2 separate regions of the Dromaius novaehollandiae genome follow, and region 2 is linked to region 1. A link is a contact called in public Hi-C data. All regions are on one chromosome and are shown on one strand. Each heading gives the region's core, a stretch centred on a gene start, on an enhancer-like site or on the middle of the called end of the contact. The rest is flanking DNA. Distances are from core to core; before and after follow the strand shown. Region 1 holds the start of STPG2 (sperm tail PG-rich repeat containing 2). Region 2 overlaps RAP1GDS1 (Rap1 GTPase-GDP dissociation stimulator 1).

Region 1 (5,344 bases), core at 1,302-3,801:
TGCCCTTTTTGCATTTTAAGCCTGGGACTTCTGGCTTAATCCACCCCAAAGTTCATCTTTTCTCCTTACTCTAGTATTTTAGCAGACTGCTTCTCTGTTGATTTCACATCATATGGGGATGCCTGTGGGAGTCCTCAGAATTTTCTTTAGAGATGCAAAATACCTCTATTTTTGCTGGCTTGCTCTCCTTACAAGATTTCATGTTACAGCAATTTCTCTCTAACCTCAGATAGCAATATTTGACTGCATGCAATTCAAATAGGGATGATAACAGAAAGAGAGAGGAGCAGAGGCTTACAGCTTTTCCTCTGTGAACACTGCTCCAGAACTGATTAGAGGAGCAGTGGCCTCTGTGGATTGAATACAGTATTGACACAGCACACTGGGCTGCTGTCAGTCCTGATTTCACCTTGGTATCCTAAATTAACATGACTAATACATTACCTACACATAAAGAGTATCATTTATGAAGGGTTTCCTTACTGATTTTGACTTGCATCAGCTTTTAAAATATTTTTTGCACGTAGTTCTGAAATGTATGTTGATGAAGCATGATTTCTTCATGTGAGCAGACTGTAGTGCTGTTCTGTATGGATATGTTTAATTTCAGAGCTGTGGTAGGCTGGAACTACTATTCATAATTTTTGTGAGAGTACTGAAATGGGGAAGCTTTCTGCTGCATCATGTTTGCAATGGTGAAATGGGCAGAGTTCAATTGTACTGCGTATCATCTGAGAAAATTGGGGAAATACGCCATCTACAGTTACCTCTGTTGTATATGTTAACCGATTTTCTACAAAGCTGATGCTGAAAACCATATAAAGAAACTCTGTAATGATGAAGGAAAGTAAATATTTTTAACCTCACATGTATCACCATTTTTCATATATGCTGGCCTAATGTAAAAAAAAAATGTGTTGTGAATTATAGCCAAGTTTTCGATTTTATTACTATATTTGAGGTTTTTCTATAATGCAGATTGGGGCTAAATTCACTGCCTGTGTAGCCAGCTGTGACCGCATGGAAATCTGTACAAATGCTCTATCCGAATGAAAGATGTTACCAGAAAGAGTGAGGTGTATTTAAATGGAAGACTCGGAACCTTAACGTGAGCTCAGTAAATACAACCCTAATGAAAGGTCTAGGTTGATGGAAATAGCAGCTGTGACTGATTGCCTGTTTGGAGATAACTGCTTACATCTGCTCTTCATTTTTCTGCAGTGGGAAATACCTGAAGTGTCATCTCCCACCTGAATGCACGTGTTGATGGATAAAATTGCTGTTTGGTTCTTCTTCCCCTGCTCCTCTTCGCCACCTTTCGAAGGGATGTTCCAAAAGGAGGTATCTGATACCCTCAGGATATCGCCTGTGCTCTCTAGCGGGGAGCCTGGCGCAGAGAAGCCGTGTAGCTGCCGCTAGGGTCCAAGCAGAAAGGGGGGACAGCTGAACGCAGAGCTGCATTTTGAGAGCAAACGGTGAGACTGATTATGGGCAGCAGTTTGGAAACTGGCTCAACTTAAGGACACGGCGTTCAAAACTATTCTCGGCTGCTCACAGAGCTCAGTCACTGCATCTTCAAAGCTTGAAGCCATGTGATCAGTTTTTGCCAACTGAGAGTTTTCTGGAAACAAAGATGCAAAGAGTGAAACAATTTAGTAACAACTTTAACAATTTAACAGTTCTAACGAAAGAAACACATTTACTTATTCAGGGGACTGGTTTTCTGAGCTTTGGTGGAGGCAGGCTTCGCTGCCTGTCATAGGGATGCTGTTTATCTCCCAAAAGTTTGTGCTGTTTCCCTGCCTCTCCTCTTCTTTCCTTAGGAAATGAGTATTTTAGCTGGGGGGATTCCTACTACCCCCTTACTAACCAGTAGTAATTAATGAAGGCACAGAATCGGACAAGACCTAATGAGACAAACTGAATGAGACCGTTCAAAGCGTCATCATTACAGAGATTTCTGGTTTATTACGACTCCGTACGCCTGAGAGGAGGCTGGGCGGCAGCAGCCGCTGCTGCGGGGGGCACGTGAAACAGAACTGCGCTCCCGGGCAAGTAGGATATTAAACGGTGGGGTGGAAAAACCGCCTCACGAAAGCCCTTCCCGGCCGTTGGGGCGGGGCGGGGCGGCCGTTGGGGCGGGGCGCGGCCGGTTTCTGGGGCGGGGCGGGGCGGCCGTTGGGGCGGGGCGCGGCCGGTTTCTGGGGCGGGGCGGGGCGGGGCGGCCGTTGGGGCGGGGCGCGGCCGGTTTCTGGGGCGGGGCGGGGCGGGGCGGCCGTTGGGGCGGGGCGCGGCCGGTTTCTGGGGCGGGGCGGGGCGGCCGTTGGGGCGGGGCGCGGCCGGTTTCTGGGGCGGGGCGGGGCGGGGCGGGGCGCGTCCGGTTTCTGGGGCGGGGCGGGGCGGTGCGGCCGTTGGGGCGGGGCGCGTCCGGTTTCTGGGGCGGGGCGGGGCGGTGCGGCCGTTGGGGCGGGGCGCGGCCGGTTTCTGGGGCGGGGCGGCGCGGCGCGTCCATGGCGACGGGCGGCGGCAGGTGCTGCGGGCGGCGGGGCCATGTACGACCTCGCCGTGCAGGCGCCGAGCCTGCCCGCGGGCTGCGCGGGGCCGTGCGTGGGGCCCGGCTCCTACCGCGTGGGGCTGGAAACGCGGCGAAGGGCAGGTAAGGGCGGGGGCCGCCTCACAACCGCCCTGCCTTGCGCCCCAGGGCGGCTCCGGCTATCGGAGGGGAGCCTCCTCCTCCCCCCCCCACGCCCGTGGGTATTCGTTAGGGGCAGCTGCTTTCTAAGGACCCGTGACTGGGTGCTGTGGTTACCGGTCCTGTGTGTAAAGGCGCGTTAACAGCGCCTGAAGCGTTTGTGCCCTCCTAAGCGTAGCGGCTTGGGCTGAGCCTGTCCTCAGCCGTGCGAGCGGGGCCGGCGCTGGTTGTTTCTGGTGTTTATGGTTTGCTTGGAGATCGCCTTGCTTTACGCAGAAGGTATACAAGCTTTCCTTTCGCTGAGCTGCACTCGGCAAAGTACCGGTGCCCTTTGCCTTTGGAGCAGTAAGCTACTAGGAATCTTTCTTGAAGAGTAACAGTTGTCTTGGAAGCTTCAGCCCAGCCTCAAGTTAAATAAACGTGAATTCCAAATAGAAGTTAGCATACAGTGAGGTTTTAGTATGTTTTACCATAAATGCTTTTATTTCTTCATAACAACTTGAAAGTTTTTTTTCAGTATTTTTAAAAAGGCTATGGTTATGTAATTTAAGACATAAATTATACAATCGTATGAAGCAAGTTAAATTCTTCCATCCTCGCTGCACCTGAGAAGGACTTGAAAAGCTCTCAATGACTTGAGGCTCCCATTTGTAGCACGTACACTTTTCATTTTGGCCCTGTTAACTTCCTTTTTTTCCCCCACAAGGTTCTGTGTATCTACCAAAAGGATATTTATATTAGTCTTTTCCCTGTCCTCAGGTCTGCAACTACTAGGAGATATAATGACTTTGTGTGTGTGTGTGGTTTTTTTTTTTTAATACCCTTTTAGAACAGGCTATTTAGAAAGCTGTTCCAGAAGTGTAGAATTATTTATTTTGTCTGGTAATGGTGGAGATTAAAGATACAGTTTATAAGAATAAAACATTTAAGTTCAGAAGACTCATATTTGCAGTTAGGTGAAAAGTTTTCTGCTTCAAACTAATTAAAAAGTTTTATCCCTTTTATGATGATTTGACTAGAGAAAATATGAGCAATGGGAAAAAGCATGTGAAGCAAACTGTGATGTCTTGTTTTCTTTTGCTTCCACCTCAACGCTGCTATGGTTTAGAAATAAAGTCACGAGTAGATTGAAAATTTCTCTAACGAGTCTGAAGATAGCAACATATTCAAGTACAGCAAAACTTTAGTTGATCAAATTACAATTAAGCATTGCCTCTTTCAGAGAAACAGATTCAATCTGATTTTTTTTTTTTTTTGGTGTGTATATTGATCCAACCCTCTCTACTTAAACAATAATGACATTTATTAGAATACATGATCAAAATGTTCTCCTCCTTGTTTAAAATGATATTTAAGTTCTGAACAATCTTAGAGAGAAAGAATAGTGAAGGGGAGAGATGTGTGTATTTAAACTCTGAATAGACTGGACAATAAAGTAAAGGAAGACACATGGAAGAGAATTCCAGATGACCAAACTGTAGGAGAATGGTTCCTTCAATAAGAGCGGCCTGACTGCAAAAGGAAACGATCAAGTTTGAGGTGTTGCATAGATCTTTCATTAAAAAAAAAAAAAAGAGAATATGTAGGAGGAAATGGAGCAAGTCAAGAAACATTTTCAAATAAAAAAAATGAACTAATCAAGGGCATAAGTAGTCAATATAATAGGATGTATGTTGGAATGATGAAATCGTACATCCATAGATGTAGTTCCTGAAGTGTTCCCCTGTACATCCTCTCTTACCAGGAAGCTTTATGCTCCAAAAGAAAAAAGAAAAGGGGTGGGAGGGAAAGAAGAGGAAGGAGGGGGGGGAAGCAAAAAAAAAAAAAAAAAAAAGAAAAAGATATCTTTCTAACTCAGCCAATTAAAAAAATCTTTAACAAATGATTCTTATGGTTGGATTCTTCTGTGGCTGCAGAAGAAATTAGAGTAGAGAGAATCTATCTTTTAGACCCCAAACTTCCAGTTTATACTGTGCTGCCAGGGGCTTGAAGGTGTTTAGTTCTGCAGGGGCTTTAATCAACTTTACCTTTTTGAGCAGTTAGTTTGTGTGTAAAATGTCCTGACCAGCTGCATTTTGCTTTTCAAAGTTTTTTTTTTTTTTGTCCTTACACTTTTAAGCATGTTTTACTGTATGTATTTATGAACCAAATGTTTCAATTACTGAATAAAAATAATTTGATGTCTAAAAGGCCCTTTCCAAGTTATTAAGTGCATTTTTTAAAATCAGTGTGGTGGTTTTTCTTTCTTTTTTTTCTTGCAGATGGCTATGCTCCATTTCTTTCTTTGACAAGTCGAGATTTGACATTTATTGCTCAAAATACAGATGGTACAATTCCAGGACCAGGACACTATAATATTGCCACAACACAGGTAAAATTGCAATAATTGCATGAAGACAGATAAAGTTTGAAACATCATTCTGGGAAGGCAACAATCAGCAGTACTGTTATAACAAATTTGATTGGAATAATCTCTTTTTACAAGTTAGCTAACAGTGGAAAAAAATATAGGAAGCTGCCATTTCTAAGATTATTATTTAGCCTCATTTATCCTATCTGTGTTTCCCTTAGTTTCTTCTTTTTTCCTTAGTAAGATATTTTTGATGTAACCCCTGAAGCTGAGTGCTTCCTGATGTTTAAACATCTCAGTTT
Region 2 (5,344 bases), core at 1,215-3,714, 130 kb before region 1:
ATGTGCATTATGGACTTGATCAAGCTCGGCAGTGGCATCACACACTCCAAAACAGCACATGCTCCTTTGCTGGAAGCTGGCATTCCTGCTGCTCCCTGTTTTGTCGAAGAGCTGTCTCTTGGTTTGCTCACCATCACGTCGCAAACCTACAAAAGCACAGCTGTGAGGCCAAGAAGCTTAAACTCGCAATATCACAACTCGCCTACCTAGGAGAGCAGACAAGGAAGACTCTTGCATGCCACACTTCTCACTTGCTGGCATTGTCCTGGGCAATTGCTGCAAGGCGTGCCTTTAAAAATCCATCCTCCAAAGAGGGGAGAAAAACAAAACAAAAACACCCCAAGCGAGCCCAACAGCACTCAAACTGGTGTGGCTTTAAGGGATAAGGATTGTACAGCATATTCTTTTAAAGCCCACGTGATTGTTAAACTACCCAGTGCCCCTATTTGAGTATACTCCAGTGAAAGAGGCTTGAAATTGTTTTCTTTGTCTTTCTCTCTACTGAAAGAGTGGTTGCATCAGGGCCAGAGTCATGAATGAGAAAAGGCTCCTCGCAAGTGCGTGGGGGTGCAGTCGCTGCTTCTGCATTTGAAAACAGAAAAGGACAAACCACGGGATAAAGTGAGAGCACTGAAATTTTTATTTGTTACCTCTAGGTACCACGAGTTTGACATTAATAGGCAAGACCAGTGAATGAGCAGCAGTACATTGCATTCAAACCTGCATCTCCAAAGCACCAAAAATGGAGCTAGATTTACCTCTTAATCCTACAAGCAGCCCTCTAGCCTGGACTTGCTGCATCTTGTATTATCCCTAATTGAGTAGCACATTGTTATGCAGTTAGGGGTGTGAGGAAAGATTCATTGTGTAGTACCACTTTACATCATCATAGGACTACAACATGCACATTCTACTATGTGGCCCAAGCAACAAGAATACGAGTAGGACAGTTATGGGTGGAGACTTGTTCCTGACAGGTTCATGTGAACACCACCTATGGATTTTTAGAAATCTTTTTGGACGGGTACCTACAGCAGTTCATCAATTGGTGTGGGAACATTACACGCATGCACAAGTGATACAGTGGAAAACATAGCAGGAGCGGCAGCGGGACGGAGGACAAAGGTGAACTCTGTGATGGGATGCTGCGAACACGAGAGACCTTCCTCAGCTTTCCACAGCAAGTCTCTGCTCTGTTAGCGAGGCCTGCTGGGCCACAGTTTTGTTCTCATGGCTGCGGAGTTTTGATACCACTTCTAGAAATGCCATGCTCTGCACTTCCTTCTGAAGAGGTTCTGGAAAAAGAAACAGTAAAAGAGAGAGCTCTTGGTACGAGACAGGCGCAAGAACAGAAAGGTTTGCTGATGGTAAGAAACTTCTACTCAGTGCTGCCCTAGAAATATGTACGCACATGGGCGCACAAATACATGCGCGTGGGCACACGCTATCTTTTTAACAACTTTCTGAATTGCTTTTGAGGGTGGGGGGAACCCTCCAGGGCCTAGATGCCTAAAGTACAAAGCATGTGCAAACTCCAGGGATTTTGGGTAGAGAGGGAAGGATGAAGCTGCTGCATTGCGGTTATGAAAATCCACCTGAACTGCCTTCCAAAATAGATGCTTAGGAAGCATTTTTCATGAAACCCTTTCTTGTTTCTGCCTTATTCCTTAAAACAGTTAGACCGAGCAGGCGAGCTTGCCTGTAAGGCTTACTGTGTAGTTCACCTGTATCAAATCAGCTGCCACCTGGTTGGTTGTGTAGGAGTGTGAGGAGGCTGAAAATAGTTCTTTAAAGGACACATCACTGCTCTAGTCACTGTTAGCTGTCCACCTGTGCTTCAGCTCTGAAACTGTTACAAACATGTTTGGCAATACTCCTTACCGTGGATGTATGTATACAGCATTTACGTTTTACCTGAAACTGTGAAGCTCTGTTTTGGAGAACACTGGATTGCCCTGTACTGTGTGTCAAAGCTTGGGAGCAATGTTTCTTTGAAAATGTGTTGAGTTTTTTTGCTTTGGGTTGTCTAGGCCGTTACGGTGAACTACAGTGAAATCAGTAACAAACACTCGCGTGTGTCTCTGCTTCCCAGGTGTTGCCGGGGGCCCGACCCTGCGTGTCCCAGGAGGGATCCTGACCATCTGCTTCCGATCAGCTCTGCTGTATGCTATGCACATTTACTACTTTTCTGTACAGCAAGCTTTTTGAGACTCTTGTTTCTCTTCCTACTTTCTTGTTCACATATTCTCAGTTTTCCTGCACAATTTAATCCCTAATGTGTGAGAGCAAAGAGCCACGGCTGCGGCCCTGGGAACCTTCATGTCCTGAGCAATTTTGGTGAAGCTGTCGGGGTTATTCTCCTGTGTTGTAAACGTTTTCTGCCTCCTTTCTCCTTCTGAGATACCAGAAACTCACTGCTTTATAGTGGCTGAATATTTCTGCTTAACGTTCAGGTTCCTGGGGCCCTCTCGCACAGCAGCGACTGTGTAGCTATGAACGCTCTGCTTCTGCTGATTCCCTGAGTTACACGTTTCTGGTTTCCATTGTGCTCATTCTTCCCTCTTTCCATGTATTCACTCAGTTGCAACAGCAACTTCCAGATGACAAAAACACATGTATTTTTTTTTATTGCTAATGCACAACTGTTGGTGCTATCAAGTTAAGCGTGATGTCAGATGCCCTGTAGTAAAGGATAGTTCAACAGTGTTCACTGCAGAATTAACAAGAACTAAAATAACACAACTTTACTTTAAAATAGCTATGCAGGTCTATTTACAGTAGAATATGGAAACTATAGACGTAAGTGATGTCTGTGGATTGTGTGTGGAGACAGTGGTGAAATGAAGTTAGAGGTAACAGAGCTGAGATGCATGTATTTCCATATATTCGCATGTGCAGACAGCAGGTTTTGCTCTTGCAATCCCTCCCACCGAAGTTAAAATTTTTTTTAAACTGATTTGAAAAGTTAACACCAGGGTGGCTCAGTTATCCCTGTGTAATGGCTTGCAGGTGTGTTCATCAGGCAGCAGGGCTGTGCTTGGCTGGCTCAGCCGGGTGCTGTGCCCCGACTTTACGGCTACGTATTGCAGTAACGTGCCCTCTGCTCCTGCAGAGATGGGGAGAAGGCTAAGCAACATCCCGCCTAGGCAAAGGCTGTAGCGCGCTGTCAGGCTGGACTCTGACAGCTCAATAACCCTGAAAAAACCTAAAACAAGACAGTTCCTTAAGCTAGTGGCATAAAGAGACGGTTATGTGACTTTAAGTAACTGTGTCAATCTTCCAGGTGACAAGACCCAGGGAAGTGAAAATGCAAGTGTCAAGCAGAATTTCTGAGGAATATTATTTTAGTTGGAAGCAATGGGAATAGCCAAGAAAACATCACTGTGAGGGGAAGGGGAAACTTCTGCACTGAAAGGCACAGATAGCCATTAGGACAAAAAGGCTTAAAAAGCTTGTCAGAAAAAATAATGATGCATCTCAATGTCTAAAAATTAAAAACACTAAACATTTGAGGCTTGTTATAGAATTTTGAGCACTTTTTTTGTACTCTAAGATGTATATACTGCTCTAAAGACTGTAATTTGGCTTCTGTAAGCTGGCAGTTAACAGAGCAGTCACTCGCCTGTGGTAAGGACCACCAGAGTCTTAGTTACACCCGTCCTGGTGAACCCTGTAGTTAAGAAAAATAACTGCTTACAGAGACAGCACATGCTTAGCTACGATAACTTTTATTCAGTTGAGTTGCTGTAAACTCATCTCCAGACAATCTCCGGTTGTTTCCCCCTTGGTGACAGTGTGCAGGCAGGCTCAGGGTCCCCCTCTTTTGTACTTAATCCAGTTTCCTTCTCTGTCATCTTAGTTGTTTGTAAATTTCTGAAACCGAAACCTTTCTGGGCTGAAACGTGCTCTCCTCCCACAGATTAAATGTATATTTTTAAAAACACTAAAGCAAACTGAGCCACTTTGCGACTCCTTAGGGTAGAAATCAAATTTCTCCATGATAGCTTGCTCCAATTTTTTTCCCCCCTTGTTTGCTCACACAAACGTGGGAGGTTGCAATTCAAACCATAGCTTGGTTCACGGTCCCGAAAACAACCTGACCTTTAGAAGAGGGTTAGCTTGGAAGGAAGGCAGTTTGCAGCGCCCAGCGCTGGCAGCTGTCAGAGCACGCTCTGCTCGTCCTTCAGAGCAGCCAGGAGGAGCTGGGGAACGGTGGGACCCGGCCTGTGAGGGCTGCGGGGCGAAGCACCCTTCAGCGTGAGAAGGTAAGCGAGGATCCCTCCGAAAGCAGGACTACAGCCTACGCGCCGGTCTGAGTACTGACTTGTGTGTGTCTGTCCCCACAAATACTGTATTTTTCTTTTTTGCTTCCTGCCCTTCTTGTTATTCTCACTTGAAACTTGAGGTAAGTACACTCCTTGCAAGCTTCCTTTCCCCTCCACCTAATTTTACTTCATGAGTAGGTTGGCAAGAAAACCACCACCACAAATTGCAGGGAGTTTACCGCTAAAGGTGGAAATTAAGTTCATGTTATCTGTGTATTTGCATAGAGGGCCTGATGCTGTGGAGTTTTGAATGCCTTTCATTTGTGTCTTGCCAGTGGAAATTTAAGAGCTCTCTGCATCCTGCAGAAGCCAGAGTCCAATTTCTGCAGTTAATATCATCCAAAACTGAATAAACAGCCTCTTTCTCTTGCAACTATTAAGTGAAGAATATGTCATAATAAATTGAACTATTGTGTGCATACAGTCACTGTGAACTGAGAACCAGTCTCTGAGTACATTTGCGTAGACTCTATGTTCAGGCTAAAAAGAGAGCTAAGTTTAAATATATAAATCTTTTAGGAAAGCAAGCCCCTTCTGCATACTCACCAGATCCTATAAGGGCACAGATCAGCACCATGGAGTTGTATTTTATTTCTGGAGCGCTCCTGTCGTCTGAGAGCAGTCTGTGGAGAATCTGAACAAGCTGAGCATTTTCAAGATCCTTTTCAGCAGTGACTGAAATACAAGCGAAAATTTGTAAATCTGGAAGTGCTGTTTGGTTTGATACTTTTCTGTCCTAGCCATTTATTGAAACATTGATTGCCTCACTGGTATAAAACTGAAGTGTATATTAGATGGTATCATGATAGAAATCACAGCTCTTGCTAGAAAAATATAAAATAGTCCAACTATTTGAAAGGACCCTCAAGGAGTTTAATGATGAAAAGAAATCTTAAATATGCAGCGAGTTGATGGAAAATCCACCTGGCTTTCTAGCTGCTGAGCCCCAAATCTGCAATACTTAAGCTTTCAAAACTTCCAATGCCTAAATTTGTTTTTTGGAAGTTTTGTCTGACTAA

What was found. A called contact is a pair of places that touch in the nucleus more often than the background predicts.
Region 2: a Hi-C map of brain shows a contact between it and region 1, with 2.6 times the contacts expected there. The contact joins the enhancer-like site here to the promoter of STPG2 in region 1. A contact is called at or near these places in 3 of 4 Hi-C or Micro-C datasets (brain, liver and ovary).

The regions. Positions count from the first base shown.
Region 1 is chr4:17,811,604-17,816,947 of bDroNov1.hap1, reverse strand. STPG2 (sperm tail PG-rich repeat containing 2) reads left to right here and starts at 2,551. Exons shown (of 11, transcript XM_064511542.1): 1 at 2,551-2,656; 2 at 4,954-5,063. The coding sequence starts at 2,551. LOC112988754 (a long non-coding RNA gene) reads left to right here. Exons shown (of 3, transcript XR_003260614.2): 3 at 1,222-2,063.
Region 2 is chr4:17,946,466-17,951,809 of bDroNov1.hap1, reverse strand. It overlaps RAP1GDS1 (Rap1 GTPase-GDP dissociation stimulator 1), which reads right to left. Exons shown (of 14, transcript XM_064510508.1): 13 at 4,872-5,000; 14 at 618-1,295. The coding sequence ends at 1,168. Among named protein-coding and RNA genes, the nearest start is that of TSPAN5, 95 kb to the left of the region's middle. Within about 2 kb of position 2,464, at least 1 of the 2 cell types and tissues checked has open chromatin away from gene starts, as enhancers often do.